Regions from separate parts of the Mus musculus genome. Here all the other regions are linked to region 2. The links are chromatin contacts, called in public promoter capture Hi-C maps. All regions are on one chromosome and are shown on one strand. Each heading gives the region's core, a stretch centred on a gene start, on an enhancer-like site or on the middle of the called end of the contact. The rest is flanking DNA. Distances are from core to core; before and after follow the strand shown.

Evidence for each region. Promoter capture Hi-C pulls out the DNA fragments that hold promoters and counts their contacts. Capture Hi-C pulls out chosen DNA fragments and counts their contacts.
Region 1: a promoter capture Hi-C map of pre-B cells shows a contact between it and region 2, with 7 times the contacts expected there. The contact joins the promoter of Appbp2os here to the promoter of Mtmr4 in region 2. A contact is called at or near these places in 2 of 39 promoter capture datasets (liver and pre-B cells) and 1 of 115 datasets of contacts at active chromatin or transcription factors (astrocytes).
Region 3: a contact with region 2 is called in a promoter capture Hi-C map of liver, with 2.4 times the contacts expected there. The contact joins the promoter of Ggnbp2os here to the promoter of Mtmr4 in region 2. A contact is called at or near these places in 4 of 39 promoter capture datasets (the 3T3-L1 cell line, liver and pre-B cells) and 1 of 9 other capture datasets (adipose tissue).
Region 4: a contact with region 2 is called in a promoter capture Hi-C map of liver, with 4 times the contacts expected there. The contact joins the promoter of 4930502E09Rik here to the promoter of Mtmr4 in region 2. A contact is called at or near these places in 2 of 39 promoter capture datasets (liver and pre-B cells).
Region 5: a promoter capture Hi-C map of liver shows a contact between it and region 2, with 4 times the contacts expected there. The contact joins the promoter of Ppm1d here to the promoter of Mtmr4 in region 2. A contact is called at or near these places in 2 of 39 promoter capture datasets (liver and pre-B cells) and 1 of 9 other capture datasets (liver).

Annotation. Positions count from the first base shown.
Region 1 is chr11:85,233,808-85,236,507 of GRCm38.p6, forward strand. It overlaps Appbp2os (amyloid beta precursor protein (cytoplasmic tail) binding protein 2, opposite strand), which reads left to right and starts at 1,359. Exons shown (of 4, transcript NR_028329.1): 1 at 1,359-1,525. Appbp2 (amyloid beta precursor protein (cytoplasmic tail) binding protein 2) reads right to left here and starts at 1,313. Exons shown (of 13, transcript NM_025825.3): 1 at 865-1,313. The coding sequence starts at 1,002.
Region 2 is chr11:87,590,777-87,593,476 of GRCm38.p6, forward strand. Mtmr4 (myotubularin related protein 4) reads left to right here and starts at 1,390. Exons shown (of 19, transcript NM_133215.2): 1 at 1,390-1,474; 2 at 2,613-2,657. The coding sequence starts at 2,655.
Region 3 is chr11:84,868,749-84,871,448 of GRCm38.p6, forward strand. Ggnbp2os (gametogenetin binding protein 2, opposite strand) reads left to right here and starts at 1,257. Exons shown (of 2, transcript NR_131201.1): 1 at 1,257-1,348; 2 at 2,456-2,700. It overlaps Ggnbp2 (gametogenetin binding protein 2), which reads right to left and starts at 2,042. Exons shown (of 14, transcript NM_001364114.1): 1 at 1,857-2,042; 2 at 1,129-1,324. The coding sequence starts at 1,221.
Region 4 is chr11:84,827,915-84,830,614 of GRCm38.p6, forward strand. 4930502E09Rik (RIKEN cDNA 4930502E09 gene) reads left to right here and starts at 1,264. Exons shown (of 3, transcript NR_046281.1): 1 at 1,264-1,498; 2 at 1,988-2,128; 3 at 2,576-2,700. It overlaps Dhrs11 (dehydrogenase/reductase (SDR family) member 11), which reads right to left and starts at 1,089. Exons shown (of 7, transcript NM_177564.5): 1 at 837-1,089. The coding sequence starts at 983.
Region 5 is chr11:85,309,869-85,312,568 of GRCm38.p6, forward strand. Ppm1d (protein phosphatase 1D magnesium-dependent, delta isoform) reads left to right here and starts at 1,386. Exons shown (of 6, transcript NM_016910.3): 1 at 1,386-2,055. The coding sequence starts at 1,605.

The sequences.
Region 1 (2,700 bases), core at 109-2,608, 2.4 Mb before region 2:
CACTCAAACGTGGGGGAGAGGAAAAGGGAGGCTCCGAGTCCATAAAGTTCTCCTCCCTCTCAGAACACTGCAAAAATTGTCCACGTCTATGAACACTTACCCTTGAAACTCCTTGGAGAGCAACTTGGGACTTTCTGTGCAGATTTTTGAGAGGGAGCGACGCAAGAATGCTGCAAAATCGCACTTTTCATACACATTGGTATAATTCAGATTTCTACTTCTTGCTTTCAGGGAATTTCACTGCGTCCTTTCTAAAGATCCAGTCTATTACTAATCTATTAGTAAAATTCCCAATTTAACCCAAAGTGTAAACCGAAAAACCAAAACAAACCTAGAAACCACACAAAAAAGCTTTCAAGGATATGCAAATGAAGCCCACAGACCATTTTCATTAAGCCCTAACTAAATCATTTCGGATTGAAAGAAAGGAAAGGGACGAAACTCGGATTAGAGAAGGGAGGGGAAAAAAAAAAGAAAAAGAAAGAAAGCAGTTACTCGGGTAAAGAGGATCGACGAGATGACAAAGTAGGGAGAATTAGGGGTGGAGCGGAACAAAAAAGTCCAGCTGATACAAACACTAGAGAAGACAGAAAATACCCCAGCGACTAGAGGACCGGGTGGGACTCGGCTGGGTCAGGCATTCCCGCAGGCCTACCCTGGGGCCCCTAAGGGGATGGCGGATAGCTCTCACACAAGAACCCCCCCGGGCCGCACAGACCGGGAGGCAGACGCGGGGGTGGCGGCGTATCGGAAAGCGGCCACCGCAGCCGACGCTACCTCGAGAGCTACAGGCCGGGCCGTGGACGTGGAAGGGGGTGCGGCCCAGGAGCAGCGGCGGGGTCCGATAGAACAGATCGCCTGTACCTTGTAGTAAACGTCGAACTGGATATTCTCCGGCAAGGAGCGGATGTCGCGGCGCGAGCGGATGTAGTTGTCCACGACAGCGGAGATGGCGGTGTTGTAGAGCGTCTCCGGGATCCACTCGAGCTCCACGGCCGCCATCTTCCCTCGCTCCTCCTCCGCCTCCTCCCGCAGGCCTCCGCCTCCCTCCGTAGCGAACCCGTGTGAGGCTCCGGAGGCTTCCGAGGGGCGGCGACCACGCGGGCGAGCGGGCGTGCGCGCGCCTCTCGGACCCGGCTGCCGGGCCTCTGCGTGCGCGCGCGGCCTGAGGGCAGATGGTGCTGGCGGTAGCGGCGGTAGCGGCGGCCACGGAAGATCCGGACGAACGCAGACCACGACCGTACCGAGAGCCTCACATTCCCAACAGGAGAGCGAGCCCAGTTCCGTCCAGGCTCTCAGCTCTGCATGGGCGGGGCTGCGTGTGTGCGTCATGACGTCAACGCGCGACGCGCCGACGCGCCCGGGAAGGAATGCGGCAGGCGGAAAACTTGCGGAGAAAGAGCGCGGAGCGTCTGAGGGGCGCTGGGTGCTTGTTCCTAAAGGACGAGACACCGGGGAAGCTGGGCGGTAGTTGGAGTGGTGTTTTATCCAGCGTGCTGTGGCTCTCCAACACAGTCTCGTTTCAGTGAGTTTTTCGACGACAGCCCTCTTCAACTTTAAGAATTGATCTTTTAGATCAACGAACTTTAGGACTGATCTTTTTTTCACAAAAGTGCACAGCACGGACGGGGCATGGTGGTGCACTTGGAATGGATCGCTTGGGAGGCAGAGGCAGGGGTATCTCCTGAGGTCAAGGTCTATGGAGTGAGACCCTGTCTCAAACAAAGAAAATCTATATTGAGGGATGTGGTGGCCCATCACTTTTATCCCAGCACTGCAGAGACAGAGGCAGGTGGATTTCTGTGAGCTCCAGGCCAGCCTGGTCTACAGTGTGAGTTCCAGGCCTGTCCCTCTTGCTCTGGCCCTGTTGTCTCCTGCTCTACTCGCTCAGCCCTAGCTCATAGATTCTTTTTCATTGGGGATGGTTGTGAGCCACCATGTAGTTGCTGGGATTTGAACTCATGACCTCCGGAAGAGCAGTCGGTGCTCTTAATCAACTGAGCCATCTCACCAGCCCCTATCCAATTTTATTTTATTTTAAATTTTGGTTTTTCGAGACAGGGTTTCTCTGTATAGCCCTGGCTGTCTTGGAACTCACTTTGTAGACCAGGCTGGCCTCGAACTCAGAAATCTGCCTACCTCTGCCTCCCGAGTGCTGGGACAATTTTCTTTTTTCTTTTTTTTTAAAAGAAGAAAAATTTGTTTAACATGCCCTGGCTCTCCTAGAACTTTATCTGTAGACCAGGCTAGCCTCAAGTCACAGAGATCTTGCTGCCTCTGCCTCGCTAGTGCTGGGATCAAAGGTAGTTGCCAGCATTTTTTTACTGAGCAATCATTCAAGCCCCGTTTCCCCATTTTTGCATTGAAAAAAAAAAGAATCTATTAAATGTTTTGGCTTGCCTACCAAATTCTTCTAGTAGTCTGAGAATGCATGTCAAACAAATGGAGAAATGCACTTTAAATCCAGTGAAACTGATTAACCATACACACATTTAAACTTCTTCAGTCCTGTGATTTCTTAGGCTATAATTGACAAACCTGGGAAAGCTGTAGTCAGCCTCAAAATAGGGTTGACAGATTTATCAAGTTTAAAAAAAAAACATAGAAACCTCTAAAACACCCTTTGATTGATTGATTGATGATTGATTTTGAGTCAGGGTCCTACTTATGGGCATGGCTGGCCTGGAACAATAACTTGTT
Region 2 (2,700 bases), core at 140-2,639:
TTTTGTAGCTGCTCTTGGGAAAAACAAGGTATTAACTACCTGGCAACCTCTGATTTCCGCCTTTCCCCAGATTTGGGTAAATAGATATGCAGAATTAAGCTCCAAATTCCAGGAAGCTTGTGGTACAGTGCTGAACAAATTCTGAAGGTCCTGTAATTAGAGTGCTGGGACATAGGGAAAAACAAAATGCCATAGTCTCCAAGGAGCTCAGTATCACGCATGCGCTAGGTTAGACCCGGGTTCTAGACCCTGTAACTAAAACAGTGAACTCAGGAGAGATTTCTGTTTTCCTATGACTTAGTAACTGTAAGTACTTCAGAAACCAAGACGTGAGGACACTAGCCTAGGATCTCAGGGCCTAGACCCACTCCAGGACTCGGACTATCCGCCGAGAATAGGACTCTTTGCCACTTCAGTTTGGTTAGTAGTGGCGCGGATCACGGAGACCTCCAGCGTTACTGGTGACCTGCGTCCCGGTGCTGGCTCCAGGCGCTTCAGTCTTGTCCCTCTACCCCTTTTACAGACTAAGAAGCCGCAGCTAGCTAATGGCAGTCAGACCCAGTTTTTCTCTCTTGGCTGAGAGACTCTGGACTGGCGGCAATGCAGGTCTCGAAGGACGGCAAGGTTGGTCGGTCGTTAACAACCAGTCCAGATACGCAAAGGGAACCGCCAGCGCTGCCAGTCCGAGAGCTCCTTCCTCCCAGGCCTTCTAGGAGGGTCTTTCACGTTTTCCATTCCTGTGGCTTCAGCAGTTCCCGAACCCAGCTCTTCTCTTTCGCAGACAAAAAAAAAAAAAAAAAATCCAGGATTTTCTTTTCCATCGACCGGGCGACGAAACACGAGAGTGATGGAACCGAGAGTTTGGGAAGGGACCTTCCCCTTTCCTAGCCGGCATGCTACCCTTCCTTTCTCGCATTACTGGAGCAAAACAGAAACACCACTGGGTTAAAACGCTGAGCCACCGCGAGGTCATTTGCGAACTACCTCTCGGGCGGGGTCGTCACCGGAAGTGACTGCTACCATTCCCTGCAATGTCCCGCCCCCCAGTTGCGCTACCAGTAGGCGACGGGCGGCCGTACTTCCTGTCCCCGGAGCCCTAGGCTGCGACCCCTCTTACTCCTCTCCCATTGGCTGCCAGAGGGACGCGCTGTGATTTCCTATTGGTCGTGTCTGCTCTCTGGCGCCAAGCCTCCTCCCTCCGGGTACTGTCTGGTCTCCGGGTGCCGGATAGGTTACAAGCTGAGAGGGCGTCTGCCCACTGGACCAGTGAGCAGCGTGGAGAGTGAGGGCGGCGGCTGCGTGGTGAGGCAGGGCGGGACTTCGCGTGGCTATTGGCCAGGGCGGGTAGAGGCTAGAGATACGATTGGTTGGGGACAAGGGACCGTGGTGGGGTTCGAGCTGCGCGGCCTCAGCAGCTGCGGGAGACGGAAGTGGTGAGAGCGCGGCTTTGGAGGGTCGGGCGGACGCCGCCTGGGTGAGTCACTGTACCCCGTGCACTGCCAGCCTGGGAACCACAACGACCAAGTCCTGCCCGGCCCTCGCCGGCTCTCTTGAGTCCCGCCCTCTGTCATTTGGGGCTCCGCCTCCGAGGCCTTGGCCCCGCCCCTAAAACCTGGGCACCTGGATCTCCTGGCTGCTTAGCCCATCCTCCCCCACCCCCCACCCTAAGACCAGAGTCCCTAACTGTGAGAACCCTGGGCCTCCTAGGCCTGGTCCTTGTCGCTCCCTTCCTCTCTCTGTTTCTCAGGCCGCGAGCCAGGGAGCCGTGAGGCAGCACCTCCGGCTGGCCGCTTGCGGGCTCCCCCGTGAGGGAGGGAAGGTTGGTAGGATCACAATGGAGGCTTTAATCGCCGTAGCCTCCTATGGGGCTCTGCTGCACACCCCTCGAGCATACCAAACATGAAGGAGTGTCGGTGAAATTCAGACCTGGCTCCCTAAGTGGGCCCAGGAGGCCTTAACTTGAAATCCTTGTTAATTCGACCCATTTGACAGATGTTGTCTCCCAGGCCGGACTGGCCTAATTCTGCTCCTGTTGTGTGGCCTCCTCCCTCAAACCTTCACCTACTTGGTCTCAAGTATGCTCAGCAGGACCGGGCCAACCCTGCTGCTCTTTTATCACAGGTTGTGGTCCTCTCCCTCTTGTCCTCTGCTCTGGACTCTGCCCCCAGTAACAGGTCAGGTGGGTGCTACTCCTAGACTCAGAGACTGGCCGAACTGCCCTGTGGATTCATGCCCCTACCAGGGCCAAAAGTGAGTCCCAGTTGGGCAGTCTTTGTCTCTTCAGAGTTGGAATTTCTTCTCTTTTGTAGAGAGCAGGGTTTGGAGTGCTCTACTGCTGGGTGTGGGGATCAGAACGTTTGAGTTCTGCTGAGTAAGCTAGGATGATACTTAGCCTTGCTCAGGAACTTTTGTGGTGGAATTCTCACCGGGCAGGGTCACTTGTTGCTTCTTCCATTGCCTGACTGGTGTGGTGACTTTTTGAGACGCCGGATCCTCTGTGGTGGAGGAAAATGAGTTGCAGAGAAGTTCAGGGGTAGACCCGTGTGACAATCGTTGATTCTATGGTGATGTTAATGACCGTGCACTTTCCTCTTGTGTTCTGTCTCCTTTAGTGACGAGCAGGAGCAGGCAGCCAGGACCCTCGCCAAGGTAGAATGGTGAGTAGCTCCTTTTCCCTCATACCACTGTGTGTCTCATCCT
Region 3 (2,700 bases), core at 7-2,506, 2.7 Mb before region 2:
CTTCCCTAATTTTTTAAAAGTACTGAAGCTCTTGAGACTGGCAAAAAGGCTCAGACTGGCATCTCCACAATGACTTGCATTTTACATAAAATGCTAAAACCTTCAGTACATAACTACACTTTTTTTTTTTTCAGGAAGATAACCGATCTGCCTTTGAGTGGAAAAAAAGTCAAAGGCTGGAAGACTTATCTACATCAGATCACAATGGGCGAGTGCAAAATCCAGGAGCGTCAGCATCAAAATGAAGATTTCAAAACTTGTTCGGAGAAGGTTCATTTAACTGTGGTAAGCAACTGCATTTACTTCCTGCTCAGAATCAACTCAAATTTCTGCCATTTCCTTTTAAAGGAAACAGTACTACAACACCGGGTAGAGGGGTCGGCAAAGGTATACCAACACCAAGTCTTAAAACAACCATCTTCCCACGTTTGTGTTTTTCTATCCACAATGAGCAGTCAGTTCTTCATACTACTTTACAGTCAATAACTTGGTCTTGGGCTACTTGTAAACCAAAAAAATGCCACGAAGGCCCATTTTGAAGAGTCATGGCTTAACCCAACCATTTCAAGAATTATAATGTACTAGGCAATGTGAGACGTATTAGGAAATCAAATCATTTAGGTGGAATCTTCGCTGTGCAAGAGAATGTCACTCTGCCCTCAGTAATTACACTTATGTAGAGATAGCTACAGTGTTCAAACGGGAAACACACAGGTAACAATGCAGCTGCGACATTTTCAACTAATTGAGCCTCCCGGAGGGTAAGTGCTTTCTGGAGAGGACAGGCCCTAAACGCCCCAGCTCCTTCAACCCTTCTCCCCGGCGCGTGCTTAGGCAAACAGCGTCTCAAAGGCAGGCCTAAAGGCCAAAGGTTCGGAGAGGGAGGAAGACCCGAGCAGGGGACCTCCAAGTGCCTTCGGGGCGCTGGATCTGGGGCCTGCCAAGGGTACCGAGAGGCCCCGCTGCAATGGCGAGTTCGTGGGGCCCATCGGAGAGGCGGCCTCGCCTAGGAGTTGCAACACACTCTTTCTCCAGTGCGCAGCGCTCGGCCTGGGGGAGGGGAAACAGCTGCCAGGCCGGGGAGCAGCGGGCCCATCCCGGCCCGGCCCGCTCAGCCCGCTCGCTCACCGTCAGGGTGTCGTCTATGTAGAGGGGGATCTGCCTCCTCTCGAAGGGGAACTCCTCCTCCCCGTCCCTGCACACTGCCACCAGTCGCGCCATCGTCCCCGACGCTGCCGTTGCCACCGTCACCACCTCCTCCCAGCTGCTGCCGCCGCCGCTGCTCCTGCCGCCGCCGCTGCTGCTGCCTCCTCCCAGCTCCTGCCTGCAACAGCCAAACCCCGCGAGCGTAAGCACCCGCCACCTCGCAGCACATTCGCCACGGGTGAAAGGGGTGGGGGGGCGCGGAGCGAGAGAGGACAGGAGAGCCGCGCTGCGTTTCCCATCACCCGATTCCACACGCGCTCAGCCAATCAGCGCCCCGCAGCGCCGGGACCCGCCCCCTCGCGCCGCCTGCCCTCCCCCACCCAGACCCCCCCTCCCCACCCACCCACCCCCCCCCCCCCCGCCCGCCGGCCTCCAGTCAGGGTCCAAAGGAGAGGCGGAAAAGGACCTGCTGGCCCCGGGACATCCCCGCCCAGCTCGGGAGTCCGGGCTCCAGAAGCCCATCCCCGCCTCGGCTACACAGCCCAAGCCCGCACCCCCTGCCGCTGACCCCTTCTCTCCTGGCTGAGCGCCCCGCCCAGGGTGGCCCCCTAGGCTGCAGTTGCCCGGCGCCACCCCGCCCCTGGGAGGGGTCGACCCTGCCTCGGCTCTGCAGAGTTGGGGTGGGGGCGAGCTCAGACCCCAGTCCTCACCCGGGTCGGAGAGAGAGAGCTCTCGGTTCTGACCTTCACTGACTTCGAGGACGCCTCCCTGACCCCCACCTCTGCTCCCCGTTACCGGCTGACGAGGCCCGCGTCAGGGCCGGCCTGGGCGGGAGCGCGGCTGCGATTGCCGTTTCCTCTCCAGGCTCAGTCAGCCGCTCGCGCCACGGGGAGTGTGGGAGGGAGGGCGGGGGACGTGGGGAGGGTGGGGCCGGGGAGGGGGGGCCGCGAACTCCAGGCGGGGCCTGCCTCTTCTCGCGAGACCGCGGCCGCCTCGCTCGTGTCCCGACTTTCGAAATCGGCTTGTACGGGTGGGGGGAACCCCCTGTGCTGTCGCGCTCGGCTGACCTGCGTGGTGCCCCGGATTTACCAAAACGAGCGTGAAAATAGGGCCAGTGGGGAGGCCCAGCAGGAGCAGCCGGGGTCCCTGCCAGTGACGACCCGGGATCTGCTCTCTGGAGACCGGTGGGGTGGAAAGCCCACTGGGGGGGGGGGGGAACCCAGATAAGACTTGGGTGAGCGATGAAGAGCTGGCGCTGTCGAGGTCTAGGAGAATGGACACTGCAGAGACCTTTGACCTTGTTTTCCAGGTTGCACACATGCGGACTTCCACCCCTGTAAGACTGGAGGAAAGGGCTCTGCTACCCTGACTCACCCAGAGCCGGCCGCCTTATGGGGACTGCAGCAAGATGGATGGAAAATATGTGCAGGATCTGTTGTTACAATAGACAGAAAACTGAACTGTAGTCTATGTGTAGCTTCCGACCAAAGGAACTTCTTGAGTTAATATTAACTTAAGGGACTCCCTTGGGCAAAGTTACTGATAGTGGCCAAA
Region 4 (2,700 bases), core at 14-2,513, 2.8 Mb before region 2:
TGATGCTGCTCATAACTCCAGGAACCCCCAAAAGAATGTTAAGAGAAAAACTAGGGAGTTCTGGATCCGTAACATTTTATTTTCTCAAGACTTACAGGTTTAATGCCCTATTTCACCTACTCAGTCCCACCTAGGAAAATGAATCAGAAAAGAGAGAGAGAGAGAGAGAGAGAGAGAGAGAGAGAGAGAGAGAGAGAGAGAGAAAGAGATCTACAAGTAAATATTCCATTCACTCTTTAGGCTCATGGCATGTGAGTTGAGCTCAGATTTGAATTAAAAGGAGAGCTAGCTTCCACCCTAACCTCACCCTCAGTCATGGGTCAAACACTAGCTTCTTGTTCATTGGTTGGCCAGCACTTTACTCGGTGTGGCTTGGGTGAGGTTTGGGGACAAGATGAAACTAACCTAGTCACTTAGACTAGCCAGTTTTTTTTTTTTTTTCTTTTCTTTTTTTCCCCCTTCTCCCTGGCTGCCTAGCTAGCCCTTGACCTCTGGCTTCCTCTTTCACCTGCCAGTATAGGGGGCACAAGATGGCAGGGGTAAGGGAAGAGAATACCAGGGGTCAGGATTTGGTACTCTGCTGCGACACGAACTATCAGGAGTGAATGGCTCTTATAAAAATAGAACTTAGAGAGAACTTAGGTCCTCTCGCTACTAAACAGCACTCCTGCTCTCAAGGCCGTTGCAAATGGCCCTAGGGTAGTAGGCTCAAAAAGAGCAGGGTCTCTGGCTCCGGCCACGGCAACTCTCCCTCCCCTCACTCAAAGCCCTGCCCCATGGAAACGACGTACTCCCCCCTCCCCCAAGAGCGTCCCCGCTGCCTGGCGGAGCCTTACCTCGATGTTGCCAACGGTGCGGGCACAACCCACAACCTTCAGTCCCTGCTGGACTAATGCCCGGGCCACGGCCGCACCGATGCCCCCCGAGGCTCCCGTCACCAGTGCCAGCCGGTCGCGCCACCGCTCCATGCCAGCTCTAGTCATGGTCCCGAGCCGTCTGCCCACCTCGTTCGGCGAACCAGGCACTGGGAGCGGGGAGCTTAGTCTGGGGTTACTGAAGATCGGTGGCTCCCTGGTCACTGCAGTGGGGGACGCCGGCAACTTGGAGTTGCGCCTAGACCCACCCACTATTGGCCCGGCCTCCGGCCCGGGCTCCGCCCTCGGGACCTCCGCATTGGGCCACATGGCGTCCGAGTGGCCACCTTTTCCGGACACGCCCACGCCCGCGCACGAGCCCGTCCTTCCCGCGACAGGCGGAAACCGCACAGCCTTGAGGATAGGGGCCCACCGCGGAAGTGGGGCCTGACAGCCGGTGGAGTTGCTTTTACCGTGAGCGCTTCCCTTTGCGGTGGAGAGCCTCCATCTGCGAGGAAGAGGACGCACGCTCGCACGCACTCAAGGCCTCCTTTGCTCAATCAGCCCTACTTCCAAAGGCCTGAGGACAGGATGGGGGATCTAAAGGTTACTCCAGTGCCCTCCCAAACCACTGGTGACTGACAGTAAGGATTCAATCCAAAAAGCTTAAGGGCCTCTGCCATCAAGGCCAGTTGACCTGAGGAAGGGTTATTGTTCACTGTACCTGATCCTTTGGCTTCACTGGCCAAGTAAATGGTTAAAATACCCAAGTACTCTACACCTAAATGGCACCACGTCTTCAACCGTCCTTGACATCAACCACTCCCAGTCCTACAACGGCGCAAATGTTACACGATGTACATCAATAGTCACCCGCAGAAGCTGACAACTTGAATATCACGTGGTAGCCATAACTTTAAACAGCATGCATAATATACCCTTATAAGATTTTTGAGCCGGGCGTGGTGGCTCATGCCTTTAATCCCAGCACTCGGGAGGCAGAGGCAGGTGGATTTCTCAGTTTGAGGCCAGCCTGGTCTACAGAGTGAGTTCCAGGACAGCCAGGGCTATACAGGGAAACCCTGTCTCGAAAAAAACAACAAAAACAATATTTTTGTTTTTCTTTTGTGCAGGAGCCAACAGAGCTCTACCACAAGGCATGGTGGCACAAGCCGGTAAGGGGACATAAGAGACAGGTCCACGAGTTCAAGGCCATCCTTTAGTAGAGAGTGAATTCCAGGCCAACTGAAACATGAGCCCCTTTCTCAAACACAGTAAGTATACTGGCACATTAAGTGTGAAAAACAACAAAACAAAACAAAACAAAACAAAACAAACAAAAAAAAGAGAAGTGTGATGAAGGCTAGAGAGATGGCTCAGCAGTTAAGAGCACTAGCTGCTCTTCCAGAGGTCCCGAGTTCAATTCCCAGCAAGCACATGGTGGTGGCTCACAACTATCGAAAAAGGTCCGATGCCCTCTTCTGGTGTGTCTGAAGACACCAACAGTGTACCCATACATGCCTGATAATGCCAGCTGGTGGTACATGCCTTTGATTCAGCACTCAGCAGGCAGATCTCTTGAGTTTGTTGCCAGCCTGGTGTACAGTGAGTTCCAGGTCAACCCGGGCTACAGAGAAACCCTGTCTCAAACAAAACAAAACAACAACAACAAAAAATAAAAATAAAAAACCAACAAACTGTTTGATGTCTACCTTCTTCAGATAGCCATCCTTTATGATTTCTGGACATGGATAAGAAGCTCAAAGACCAGGCGCGTGCGTGCCTACCACAGTCACACAACCCATGCTGATGCAGTCCTAGGAGGCTGAGGCAGAATTGTAAACTT
Region 5 (2,700 bases), core at 136-2,635, 2.3 Mb before region 2:
CTGACTCCCTCACACATACAGGCAAAACACCAATGTACATAAAAAAAAAGTAATTAAAAAAAGTTAAGGCCCAGTTATTTCAGAATGCTGTTTTAGGGGAGTGGAGAGATGGCTCAGTGGTTAAGAGCCTGCACTGCTTTTTGGTTTGGAGCGCCTATCTGGCTCACAACCACCTGTAACTCCAGTTGTAGGCGGAGGGTTGGGACTCCACACAACATCCACAGAGATACACACATAATGAAAATGAAATAAATATTTAATGACAATTTTAAAAGGAATTGTCTTGGGAGGTATAGAAACTGTTGTTGAAAGGCAGGCCAGCATAAAGCCTTTCCTTGTTGTTTGCATTTCCCATGCTGCTGTAAATAAGTTTCCATTACGCTTTTTGTGAAATCTCAAAGGCTGTACAGAAAATAATAAAGGAACACGTTGACTCCCTCAAAAGAATATGGTGCTAAGAAAATATTAAGTTGATCACTCGAGAACTTATTTCAATTTCGTGGAAATCAGTCTAAAAGCATTCATTTTGTTGTTGGGACTGTCAACTTCTGTGAACGGAGGGAAATAACCGTGTCTTTAGGGCATGGAGATCCTGTTGTATGCTCCTTTTCCAAACGGTAACTTAGATTCTGCAGTAATAGCTGTATTCAAGACGAGTCCGAAAAAGTATTAACGACGCTGAAAAGAGGAAGAAATATGCAAAATACTTAAAAAAAAAAAAGGGCTGTAAAGTGTTAGGAATTAAACTCGCCGACAGGTCTCCGACCTAACGTTATCGCGGAAAACAGGGCTGTGCAACTGGCGGTGGAAAATTCCAAGTCTTCTTAAGTAAACCCGACTGCTTCCCTTAACTCCCAGCCGGACAAGTCCCACCCAAGCCAGTTCACGCGTGCTACGCTGGTCTAGCGCACGGACCAACGACTTTGCAGGGCATTTTCGCGCCATTTCGCTTGAAATAAGTGGAAGGTCAAGTCTACCTTTGACCTCTGCAAATTTTCCACAATCGCGGGAGGCAAAACTGGCTCTGCAAAAGGACCAAAGGGGAAAAGCCAGAAGTCTCACGTTAGGGATTTAAGGGGAAAAAAAGATGACAGGTTGAGGCTTCAGCCGCTTAGTAACAGCGGAAAACCCCCAGGGTACAGAAGCCCTAGGCTGGAGAAAACAAACCGGGCAAGGAGCGCGCTCCCCCGGTCGGCGGGCCGAGCGAGATCAGCGGTTGCAGAGAGATGCGGGGGTGGAAGGAGGGCGGGGGCGAGCTTGCTCTTCTTGACTCCTGATTGGTCTGTCTCAGCGAGCCGAGTGACGTCATCAGGAGAAAGGGGGGGAAAGAACGTCTGATTTGTATGGTGGGCGCGGGCGGGCGGGGAGCGAGTTCAGTGCGCAGGCGCAGCTGCTCGGCTCCTCTCGCCCGCGACTCGACCGGCCCAGCTCTCGCGGACAAGTCCCGACATCACGCGCCCCCCCCCACCGCCGCGGGGACCGCCTCCTCTTCACTCTCGGCTTCGTCGAAGATAAACAATAGTTGGCCGGCGAGCGGCGAGTGTGTCTCCCGCCTCGGAATTCGGCGGGCTGCGTGGGAACGGCGGGATCCCGGGCAGCCGGCCATGGCGGGGCTGTACTCGCTGGGAGTGAGCGTCTTCTCGGACCAGGGCGGGAGGAAGTACATGGAGGACGTAACTCAGATCGTGGTGGAGCCCGAGCCGGCTGCGGAGGACAAGCCGGCGCCGGTACCGCGGCGGGCGCTCGGGTTGCCGGCGACCCCCACTCTCGCCGGCGTCGGGCCATCGGAAAAAGGCCCGGCGGCGGCCCGCGACCCTGCCCCGGACGCCGCGGCCTCGCTACCCGCTGGCCGCTGCTGTCGCCGCCGCTCTTCGGTGGCCTTCTTTGCAGTGTGCGACGGGCACGGCGGTCGGGAGGCGGCACAGTTTGCCCGGGAGCACTTGTGGGGTTTCATCAAGAAGCAGAAAGGCTTCACCTCGTCCGAGCCCGCCAAGGTGTGCGCTGCCATCCGCAAAGGTTTCCTCGCCTGTCACCTCGCCATGTGGAAGAAACTGGGTAAGTTCCCCGCCCGCCTCTTTTTTTCTTTTCTCCCCTTATCCCCCTGGGCTTTTTATAGCATCAGCACCGCGTGGGCCTCCCCGGTACCAAGAGCGCTATCCATCAAGCGACGCTGTCCAACAAGGGATGCGAGTGAAGACTGTCATGGTTGGAGTTCTAGGCACACCGAGTGGCCTCGGAAACGCTAGGATGGCTTGTCTCCCAGCAACCGCTCCTTGCATTATCTCCTCCCTCCTACGATCAGGGGGCAACAGTCTCCCCTCTCCCTTCGCTAATTCACTTTGGTAGCAGCACGCTCAGAAGTGTTTGAATGCCGGCGCCAGATTGTAACCGAGGGATAAATTTAAGAAACGTTTCTACACGGGCTAGGTGAAAGAAGCAGGAGGTGGCAAGAATTGGAGCGTTCCCTTAGCATCTGTCATAATTTTGTTCTTGTTGGGCTTGTTCCTCTTGGTTGCCTCCTACCGGTGGTGTCACTTCTTCAGATTGACCTGAATGGCTCTGGCTCGATGTAAGTCAATTTAGAAGGGCTGAAGTGTAACATAGGCAACTTACTTTTGTGATAGTGTTTTGGGGTAATCCCTTGAATTGTTTATGAGAAAGGTGTGCAACGTGTTAAATATTAAATTGGCTCCATGTTAG